Regions from separate parts of the Sus scrofa genome. Here region 1 is linked to region 2. The links are chromatin contacts, called in public Hi-C maps. All regions are on one chromosome and are shown on one strand. The core of a region is the stretch at or near the end of the contact, and the rest is flanking DNA. Distances in the headings are between cores, read along the strand shown. Region 1 overlaps LOC110255759 (a long non-coding RNA gene). Region 2 has its middle 33 kb from the start of CYSLTR2.

Region 1 (4,755 bases), core at 234-2,733, 66 kb before region 2:
TAAGGATCCCCATTGCTGTGGCTGTGGTATAGGCTGGTGGCTACAGCTCCGATTGGACCCCTAGCCTGGGAACCTCCACGTGCCGCGGGAGCAACCCTAGAAAAGGCAAAAAGATAAAAAAATAAAATAAGACTGTTGACACTTCTTGCCCATCATTGTTTCCTCTAGTGTCCTCCTGATCTTTGTGGATTTATACTTTTAAAATTCCTTGACTTTAGTGGGGTTTTCAGAACGATTTTGGGAAGCAGTGCTGGTGGGGTTAGGGACAGAGTAGAGGTTTTAGCACTGTGGCTACTTGGTGCTTTTGTTCCTATCTTACTGCTGATCGGCTTACCCTTGAGGACCTGGACACACCAGTGGGTTCAGTCACTACCCTCCGCTTGAAGTTGACCCTAACGGGAGAGGATAGAGGGAGAGGATATAACAGAAGATTTCTAGACGGGGTCCTACAAAGTCAGCTCGAATTCCTGCTCCGTTCTTCACCGAGCAGCGTCAGCTGAGTCCAGGCACTGAAATTCAGTGCACCGTGTCCTCTTCTGTGAAACGGCTCTCTCATCCTTACTGTGTTTCTGACAAGTGGTTATCATGAGCATCAAGATCCAGAGATACCAGAGAACAAAACAAGCGGTGACCAGAGGGGAAGGGGTGGGAGGAGGGACAAAACAGATGAAAGAGATTAAGAAGCACAAACTACTAAGCACCAAATAAATAAGTTACAAAGACATAAAGTACAGCACAGGGAATATAGTCAATATTTTATAAGACCTTGCTATGGCATATTTCTATAAAAATACAGAATTAGTATCTTGTACACTTGAAACTAATATTGTAAGTCAAGAATATTTTTTCCTTAAAAAAGTTTTTAATGGAGTTCCCGTCGTGGCACAGTGGTTAACGAATCCGACTAGGAACCATGAGGTTGCGGGTTCGGTCCCTGCCCTTGCTCAGTGGGTTAACAATCCGGCGTTGCCGTGATCTGTGGTGTAGGTTGCAGATGCGGCTCGGATCCCGCGTTGCTGTGGCTCTGGCGTAGGCCGGTGGCTACAGCTCCGATTCAACCCCTAGCCTGGGAACCCCCATATGCCGTGGGAGCGGCCCAAGAAATAGCAACAACAACAACAACAACAGACAAAAAGACAAAAAAAAAAAAAAAAAAAAAAAAAGTTTTTACTGAGGTATACTTGATTTACAATGCTGTATTAGTTTCAGTTATACAGCAAAGTGATCCAGTTATACATATATATCAGCGATACTGTAATAATAAGAAAGAGCAATATCACATGTAAGAGTGTTGTTAACCCATAAGACGTTATGAAAATGTTAGACTTGACAATGAACAGTGTAGCTGTTTGCTCAAGGGGATCTCGTGTTTGGAGGCAGAGCATGGGTTTTTTTTTACTTCCTGGCTGCCTGCATGTTCCATGACTCCTTGTTACAGACAGTGACTAAACTCCTGGGAGCCTTGAACTTGGAAACTCAGCTGCCCTTTGTGGAGGAAACGAGGGTGAATCACCATGTGCTCAAGAGTACCTCCCCCAAGACTCTAGCAAGTCTCCCCCACGTTCAAGTGAGGTGACCAGGGGTCAAGATGCAGGCATCAGGAGGTAGGTGTGATCAAGAAAGTTAGAGCTGGCTTGTACCTTGTCTGAAGGGGAAAAAAATGTGACAGCCCAAGGGCAGATCTGCAGAGTAAAGCGAGGTCAGGGAGCTGAGTGTGCTCGATGTCTTCAGGGTCATCCAGCCAAAAATGCCAGTGGAGCACATCTGCTTGGCAGCTCTGTATTCTTAGCAGAGATGACGGCTGGATCGGGCCGCACAAGAGGACAACCAAGTCCTCCTTATCCTCATTTGATGAAGGAACTCTTCATGCTTTCAACGAATGGTCATCGAGCACATGCTCTGTGCCGGGCATTCTTTTTAGGAGCCTGATACCCCGCTGAACAAGAAAGGCAAAGAGGCCTGCCCTTCTGGAGCTTACTTTCCATGAAGAAGTAACTTTTGGAGTGATTATTCACCATGCTAGGGGTTGGAGTGAGAGTAATAAGGGCTCATACTGGCCCCCTAGGAACTCAGTTAATGGATCTGGCTCCCAATTGCATTGTTTTGGAGGAAGAGAAGGGTTGATTAGCTAATTCTGATACCCGGTCCCCTAGGCATTCTAAAAATTAATTAATTGCATTCTGGTCTCTAGTGAGTTTGGTCTGAGCTTGGAGTAGCCCCAAGATTGGGCTTCTAGACACAAAGAACATATAAACAGTCCCTGGGAAGAGCCAATCCCCAAAAGTTGATTTTCCTTAGCTACTCCAGGCCTGAATGTTCTTCTAGAATCACCCTCTCACATCCCTTTCTCTCTCTGACCTCGACAGAGATGTTTGTGAGGTCCTCTTGCGGCTGGTGGTGCAGTGTGTTAAGGATCCCGAGTTGTCACTGCGGCTTGCGTCACTGCTGTGGTGTGGGTTGGATCCCTGGCTCAGGAAATTTCATATGCTGTGGGCATGGCCACCGCCCCCCCCAACCAGAGATGTTTGTTCTGTCATCCTGAATCATCCTGCTTCTTGCAGAGCACACATAAGAGTGGATAAAAGGGAGTTTTCATATATTCAGATATTTCTCAATTTCTGTTACATACCAGACCCTGTGCCCTCAGAGGAGCGACCCTGGCAGAGGCCCCCCCGGGGCCCAGCTCCTGCTGGAGGCCTGCTCCCTTCCATGCCAGGCTGGCCCTCTCTGCAGCCTGACGGAGGAAGTAAATGGCCAATCTGCGAGCACGTTCCTCGGGAATGAATCTCCCCAGTGTCCTAACCTTACTTCTTTAAATGCCAAAAAAGTTTTTATTCTAACTAGTTTTGACCAAACTATTTTATTTTTTTAGGGGCGCACCCATCACATATGGAGGTTGCCAGGCTAGGGATCAAACCCGAGCTACAGTTGCCAGAATACACCACAGCCACAGCAAGGCCAGATCCCAGCTGCATCTGCAACCTACACCACAGGTCATGGCAACACCAGATCCTTAACCCACTGAGTGAGGCCAGGGATCAAACCCACATCGTCTGATTTGTTTCCATGGAGCCACGACAGGACTCCCCAAATTATTCTAAATGCGCTGTACACCCCTGCCTTATAACACAGGAACTCAGCATAATTGCATCTTTTCTTAAAAAGGGTCAATCACTGGGAATACCTGGCAGTACCCTGGGCTAGAATCTAGGTCAGCAGTTCTCAAAAGTGTGTTCCTGGACCGGCAGCATCAGCATTTCCAAAACGTGTTAGAAATGCACTTTCTCGGGTTCCCTAGACCCCCCGAGTCCGACATGCTAGGGGTAAAATTGGAAATTCAGGACTAAATCTGAAATTCTGAATCTGAAAATCAGGATGCCCCTCATATTTATTTTCTCTATTTATTCTATTCTATTCTAATTTTTTTTTTACCTTTTCCCAGGTGATTCTGGAGTTCACTCCTATTTTCCAAGGCCTGATATGGGGATGCCCTCTGCGACCAAGGCCGGGTGGGGTCTTGCATTCTGCCTCACACCCACAGGCCGCTTGACTCTTTGCAGGAGGGGTTCCTGCCACCTTCCTGTAAATTCTGTCTCCCTGAGGGCCGTCAGGGTTTATTCCTCAGGGCTGCCAGCAGTGTGCCTCTAATTTGTGTCCCTTCGAATCTGCTCCTCCAGTCTGCTCTCTACTGGGAAACCAGATCACCAGTCATAACTTCATTATGCAGAAAGCAGGAGTAAATTCCAGGGCTGCTGGAGCCTCTTGTTGGTAATTTGATCTTTTGCTTTCCTGACATTTGGCAGAGTGGAGAGAACGCAGGTTCTGGAGTCCGAGGAGCCTAGATTTCAGGGCAGACCCCCTCTCACCTGAGGAGTCTGCTGGCTGCTGAGTATGTCTATTCCGATTATGCAGGAAACAACCACAGGGAGGTTCCGGGACTCCCTGCGCCCACTGTGAGACAGGTCTGAGCTAACGCGCCCTTGCTCTCCGGGCCTCCACCAGCCTCTGCTCTGACTGGTGAACCACAGTGATGTGCTGGTCTCCTGGAAGTGGTGTCAATGGAGAGTTAGTGTCCAATGATCCCTGAATGTCTGATTATTTCCTTTTCCCCAGTGCAGAGTCACCGGGCCAGAGGCTAAAGGTCCCTCTGGAGAAGGCTGGGGCAAAGATTAACAGTATACATATTTTTTTCTTTTCAGGGCTGAGCCAGCAACATATAGACGTCCCCCAGCTAGGAGTCAAATCGGAGCTGGAGCTACCCGCCTACACCACAGCCACGGCAACACCAGATCCAAGCGGCATCTTTCACCTACACCACAGCTTGTGGCAACGCCAGATCCTTAACCCACTGAGGGAGGCCAGGGATTGAACCCACATCTTCATGGATACTAGTTGGGCTCTTTACTCAGTAAGTCACAACAGGAACTCCAGTATACACTTTTAGCAGTGTAGCTGGGTCCTTCCTCAAGAGGTACCCCTCCTTTTACTGTGATCTTGGCAGAGTTAGAACAAGGACTACCTGGCACCAATGATGTGCTCAACAAGGCTGGTTCCTTTTTTCTTGGCTGGGAGGTACGGGAGGGGATTAATCACTGGGGAAGGTGGTACGGGCTGGGAATGCTACAATGAGGTAGAACTGACTTGGAGTCTTGGCTTTGCCACTTCTTAGTGACTGAAGAGGGTTGACTTGGGTCCTCCCCCAAAAGATATGTCTAAGTCCTAACTAACTCCTGATACATGGGAATGTGACCTTAT
Region 2 (5,399 bases), core at 296-2,795:
GGTTATGCAGCACGTCCCTGTCGGTCAGTCATTGCAGATACCACAGTGTGCACATGCCAGTCCCAAACCCCGAGTCCATCCCTCCCCCTCCGCCCCACACCCCCTCCCAGTCTCCTTTGGCAACCCTAAGTTTGTTTTCAAAGTCTGTGAGTCTGTTACTGCTCTGCAAATAAGTTCATCTGTATCCTTTTTCTTAGATTTCACATGTAAGTGATATCATACGATGTTTGTCTTTCACATCGAACATCCCTTAGTATGATAATGTCTAGGTCCATCCATGTTGCTGCGAGTGGCATTATTTCATTCTTTTTTACGGCTTTCACAGCTCTGCATTCTCAACAGCCCCCACTTCTCCCCAACTTTTTGCTGTCCTGGGGAGATACACAATACAGTAATCCTACATATACATTTATTAAGTAATCAGCATTTCTTTAAACATTAAATAATCAACAAACCTCTAAATACTCTCAGACTACTTATATAACTAATAAATTAAAATGTATAAAGTTTAATAAAGTAAAATTCCCCAAATTTCCCAGTACACTGCAACCCTAAACCAATACTTCTAAACGTTTAAATTCAGAAATACACTGTAAGTTTTTAATATCTTAAGAGACAATACTTAGATCATTATAATGATGACAAAATCAGAACATTAAACAAGTAGCGAGATTGTTAATACCATGAAAAAACCTCCTCGAAAATAATATAAAAAAGAATGTATATATATTTATGACTGAGTCACTATGCCATACAGCAGAAATTGGCACAACATTGTAAATCAAAGATAGTTTAATTAAAAAAACCCTCCTCACTTAAAAATATCAGACTCCCAAAATGCTTTCACAGTTATTATGTACATAAACATTATTATCAAGAAAAATTTCCCATATGGGATATATATACATACCTACCCTTAAATCCTTCCCAGCACAACACGTTATGCATGAACAATGCCAACCACTATTGATTCAATTGCGTTTTATATTTAGAACTTCCCCCGAAGCTCCCGTAGTCTCCAGCTTACAGGTGAAGAAAGAGAGGCGTAAGCAAGTTAAGGGATCTTGGATTCCAAACCTCCCTTGCACAACCTCCTGCAACAAAACTGCTCTTCCTGGAAGTCAGAGGGAGCCCTTCTCTGCAACCTGACGGTGAAGGAGAGCATTGGCAGGCCTTCGAGGGGGCCGGTGATGCATAACAGACACTACTCATTGGAATGTGTATTAGTCAGCTCAGGCTGCCACAACAAAATTCCACAGATGAGGTGGCTTAAACGCAGACATTTATTTTCTTTCTGTTCTGGAGGCTAGAGGTCCAAGATCAGGGTGCCATCAGGGTTGGTTCCTGGTGTCAAAACTACATTCTCAGGAGGCAGGGATCGTCAAGGTGTTTATCTGGGATCAAAGAATTGTATTTCTGGCCACACACGGATTTTAGTAGCGACCCAAATAGTGTCCCATGAGGTAGGGAAAGTCGGGGAAGGGGGTCAAAGACAAAAGGAAATGGTTGCATAAGTTGTTTACAAAGAATTCTGATTGGTGTTGGCGGCAGAAAGCTAGCCTTGTCTACCCGTGATTTGGTTGCTAAGGCTGTCACTAGGCAGAAGCCCATTACTGGAGCAAGTTGCAGGTGTTCTTGCAGAGTTTTTGGAGTATTTGCGGCTTGGCCCAGGTCAAGTTCACAGTTCCACTGAGTGAGGTAATGTCCTCCCAGCTCTATTTTGTTTTTTTAAATATTTAGTGAATTTATTTATTTATCTTGCTTTTTAGGGCCGCACCCTTGGCACATGGAAGTTCCCATGCTAGGGGTCCAATCGGAGCCAGAGCTACCTGCCTACATCGCAGCCACAGCAACGTGGGATCCAAGCTGCGCCTGTGACGCATACCACAACCCATGGCAAGGCTGGATCCTTAACCCATTGAGCAAGGCCAGGGATGGAACCCGAGCCACCACGGATACCAGTCAGGTTTGCTACCACCGAGACACATAAGGGGAACTCCGCAGCTCCATTTTAAAACCCCTTGACGTAAGTGACTCCATTTCATCTTCTGCACTGGTGAGACCTTCTCACTGACTTGTAGTCGACTTCACAGGGGTTTCTCACTGTGCCCTCAAGTGGCCTTTTCTCTGTCTGCACAGAGAGAGGGAGAAGGAAAGGGGAAGAAGAGGAGAGAGAACCAGCTCGGGTGTCCTTCCTCGTTGTACAAGGACACCAGCTGTCTCGGATTAGGGCCCCACCTTTATGATTTTAATTTCCTCCCTAAAGATCCTACTTCTAAATACAGTCACATTGGAGGTTAGGGCTTCAACATATACATTTGGGGGTGACACGGTTCAGTCCACAGTAGAATGCGACAACACACCTGAGGCAGAGCCCCTGAAGGCAACATGACCCTCCTCAGCCCAGTGATTCCGGCTCCTCTGGATGGCAGATTCCACTCCCCACCTGGGCTGTCTGAACTCGGCTATGCCTCTGCAGAGGATGAGGGCGGCCTTGGGAAGCTTTGTTCTTTGTATCCTTGATCTTGTGCATCACCTTCGCTCTGGTTTTGGTTGATTTGCAAGTAAACTGAAGGCAAGAAAATGCCCAGCAAGCCCAGAGCATCGTCTTTGTTGAGTCTTCAAAACCAGTGTCTCTCTTGTGACCACCCTGGAAGAGGCAGCGTGATGCCGGGTAAAGAATCCCAACAGCTCACCATGGCTCCCAAGCCCCCTTGTGACGGGGCTCTGGCTCGCCCGCCTCCACTCCCCACCTGGTCCCTCCTCTCTTACTTCCTCCAGCAGTGCCAGCCTCCTGCCTCCACTGGAGGCCAGTGAGCACGCTCCCAGGGCAGGGACTCTGCCGTGGCTGTTTCCTCCGCCCAGATGCTCTCCATCAGGTGTTCACTCGGACCATTCTCTTATTTCACTTATTACTTTACTTTTAAATGGCCCCTACCCCCGCCCCCGAAAAGATCTTCTCTGACGACGTTATCTAAAACAGTGCCCCCCCCCCACATCAGCTCTGCCCCTAGACACTGCTTTATTCCTCCTTATAATATGTACCCATTATATATTAGACACTATTGCATGTATTTATTTGCTTATGGTTTGTCTCTCCCAATATATTGCAAACTTTTTGAGGACCGATTCATTGGCTCTGTTCATTGCAGCAGCTCAGGCCTAGAACTGTCCCTGAGGCCCAGATGGCACTGAGTACATATTCTTTGTGTGGCTGTTTCATCTCCTGGTTTACTAGCCAGCTGCAGGTCATGTAGATGATAGAGGCAGTCTCATTCCTGTGATAACTTAGTTCTAAAAGTATGATTACCATAACCAGCTTAGGAATATCAATATAATCCTTTCTAGAGAACTCTGTGTTTTCAGGGTTATGGAAGTAAAACATAACCGGAAGCTGTGATTCCATACTCATTTCCAGATCAGAAGATGCTCTGTCCCTCCAAGCCACTGTAACGTCACCATCACCACACACACGGTAAAAGCAGGTTTTGTTGTTTGTTTTGGCCGTACGGGCAGAAGGTGGAAGTTCTGGGGCCAGGGATGGAATTCATGGATACGTATTCGGAATGAATGAATGAATGAGGCACTTAATCCTCAGTTTCCTCTTCCCTGACTGGGCTCTTCCTCACTTAGGTCAGCCCTCAGGGGCCTCTAACCTTTCCTGGGCCTCATCTGGCTCAGGCAACTCAGGCAGACCCTGCGCTGCCATCCCTCTGCAGCTGTTACAGCTGGGGCAGCATTTCCAGCTTCCTGTTTTCAGCAGACAATGGGAGCAGGCTGCTGTGAGTGTGTAAGGGGTTCCAGAAAGGTCAGCTTCCCTAAAACGGTGGTTTTCTTGTCTAATAGCATGGCAGGTGCCGGTGAGGGAAAGCAGAGGCTCAGGGTCAGCGACCATCTTTAAGGCTGGGAAGCCAACCTGGGAACGGCAGGCAGAGCAGCCTTGAGAGAGGAGAGGCCGGGAGGGGTTTGCTGAAGACAGAGCACACAGCAAAGCCTTGTGTGGTCCATATCTGACCAAGATAAAAGTGTTTCTGGGATAAAGGCAGAAAACAGCCAATGAAGCAAAAGGGCCTGAAAGAGACTGGACGCCTCTTCCCTTTTGTTCTCTGAGAGAAGGCCTGCTCACCGCTCTCTCCTGGGCCCCCAAACAGTTCCTGGCATGTCCCAGGGACTCAGTCCGTTGAGAGTCTATTGGAAGGTGTGTGTAGCGGGCACACGTGGGTGTGGGTGTGGCAAGACCTATCAAAGGTGGCGCGTGGGGAAGGCAGTGAAGATGGACAGCATCCGAACAAGGAAGCTCCTTAAAAGAGGCATCAGTGACGAGACGGAGAGCAGCCGCAGGGTCCCACCCTGGTCCTGCAGCCGTGAGGCCTTTGGTGAGGGCCTCCCGAGAGGACGCCCCTCGTGTCCCCCACTGCCTTGTTATCTACAGAAAAACTTTAGTCAAAGAATCAATTTAATCAGAGGAGGGAGAAAATACAGAGAGAAAGAGCACAGTCAAGCAAGACAGAATAATGATAGTTTAGTCATTCAACAAAGTCAAGGACCTGTAGTTAGGTCTCCTTCAAAGATTATAGATAATCTTCTGAGCCATGTCCTTGAAGCTGTTTTGCAGACGCTGAAGCTGCCACTGGGTAGAGGAAGTTAACTGTGTGCTGCCCACAAGCAGGCAGACCCCAGACTGGTTGGAACCAGCAGGTGGATGACGCTGATTCCCAATGACCTCACCACCCACCGGTCAAGAAAAGGTCCATGGGCTGATCACGCCCTGCTCCTCGAACGCTGTAAGTCGCCTCGCTGCCCCCTCCAAGGGGGGCATAGTCCTCGAGGCACTAGCCTGCTGTGTCCCCCTCTCTGCCTGGTGATGAAAGCTACTTTTTCTGTTTCCTCCAGCTCTGTCTCCGTTTCTATTTGGCATCAGTGTAGAGAGGCAGCCGATATTTCAGCAACAGTCTCACTGGTACTGGCCATGGGAACCTGGGCAAGTTACTTAATTCCTATATACCTTATTTTTCTCATCTGGAAAGTGGGTACAAATGCTACTTACTTTATGGACTGCATCTTAATGATGTGCAGGAGCCGTGGAGAGGATCCCCTCTGGGCAGACAGAGGAACCTAGGGGAGAAATGAAGGTTACAAAGAGGTCTGAGGGAGTCCAAAGCATCAAGGAGAGGGAGCTTTGTAACTGGGACAGGAGTGAGGAGCTGGGGAAGGGGAGGAGGGCTGGAAGAGGAAATCTGGTGACCAGGTACCTGACACCCTGAAGAAACCCAGGGACACAGCCCCCACGCCGCAGCCGAAGGCTGCTCTGCTGGCTGGTGTTCCCCGCTGTCCGAGGCAGCCTGGGGAAGCCCTCATGCCCACCTAGGGCAGATGCAGGGCAATTCAGGCCCAAGGAA

Evidence for each region. A called contact is a pair of places that touch in the nucleus more often than the background predicts.
Region 1: a contact with region 2 is called in a Hi-C map of embryonic fibroblasts, with 5 times the contacts expected there. The contact joins two enhancer-like sites. A contact is called at or near these places in 4 of 47 Hi-C or Micro-C datasets (adipose tissue, embryonic fibroblasts and subcutaneous adipose tissue) and 2 of 2 datasets of contacts at active chromatin or transcription factors (alveolar macrophages and skeletal muscle).

The regions. Positions count from the first base shown.
Region 1 is chr11:19,041,924-19,046,678 of Sscrofa11.1, reverse strand. LOC110255759 (a long non-coding RNA gene) reads left to right here. Exons shown (of 3, transcript XR_002336552.1): 2 at 1,439-1,604; 3 at 4,200-4,755. Among named protein-coding and RNA genes, the nearest start is that of CYSLTR2, 33 kb to the right of the region's middle. Within about 2 kb of position 1,483, at least 7 of the 83 cell types and tissues checked have an H3K27ac peak or open chromatin away from gene starts, as enhancers often do. A contact at or near this core is called in embryonic fibroblasts, where this site is marked.
Region 2 is chr11:18,975,272-18,980,670 of Sscrofa11.1, reverse strand. No RefSeq gene overlaps it. Among named protein-coding and RNA genes, the nearest start is that of CYSLTR2, 33 kb to the left of the region's middle. Within about 2 kb of position 1,545, at least 11 of the 83 cell types and tissues checked have an H3K27ac peak or open chromatin away from gene starts, as enhancers often do. A contact at or near this core is called in embryonic fibroblasts, where this site is marked.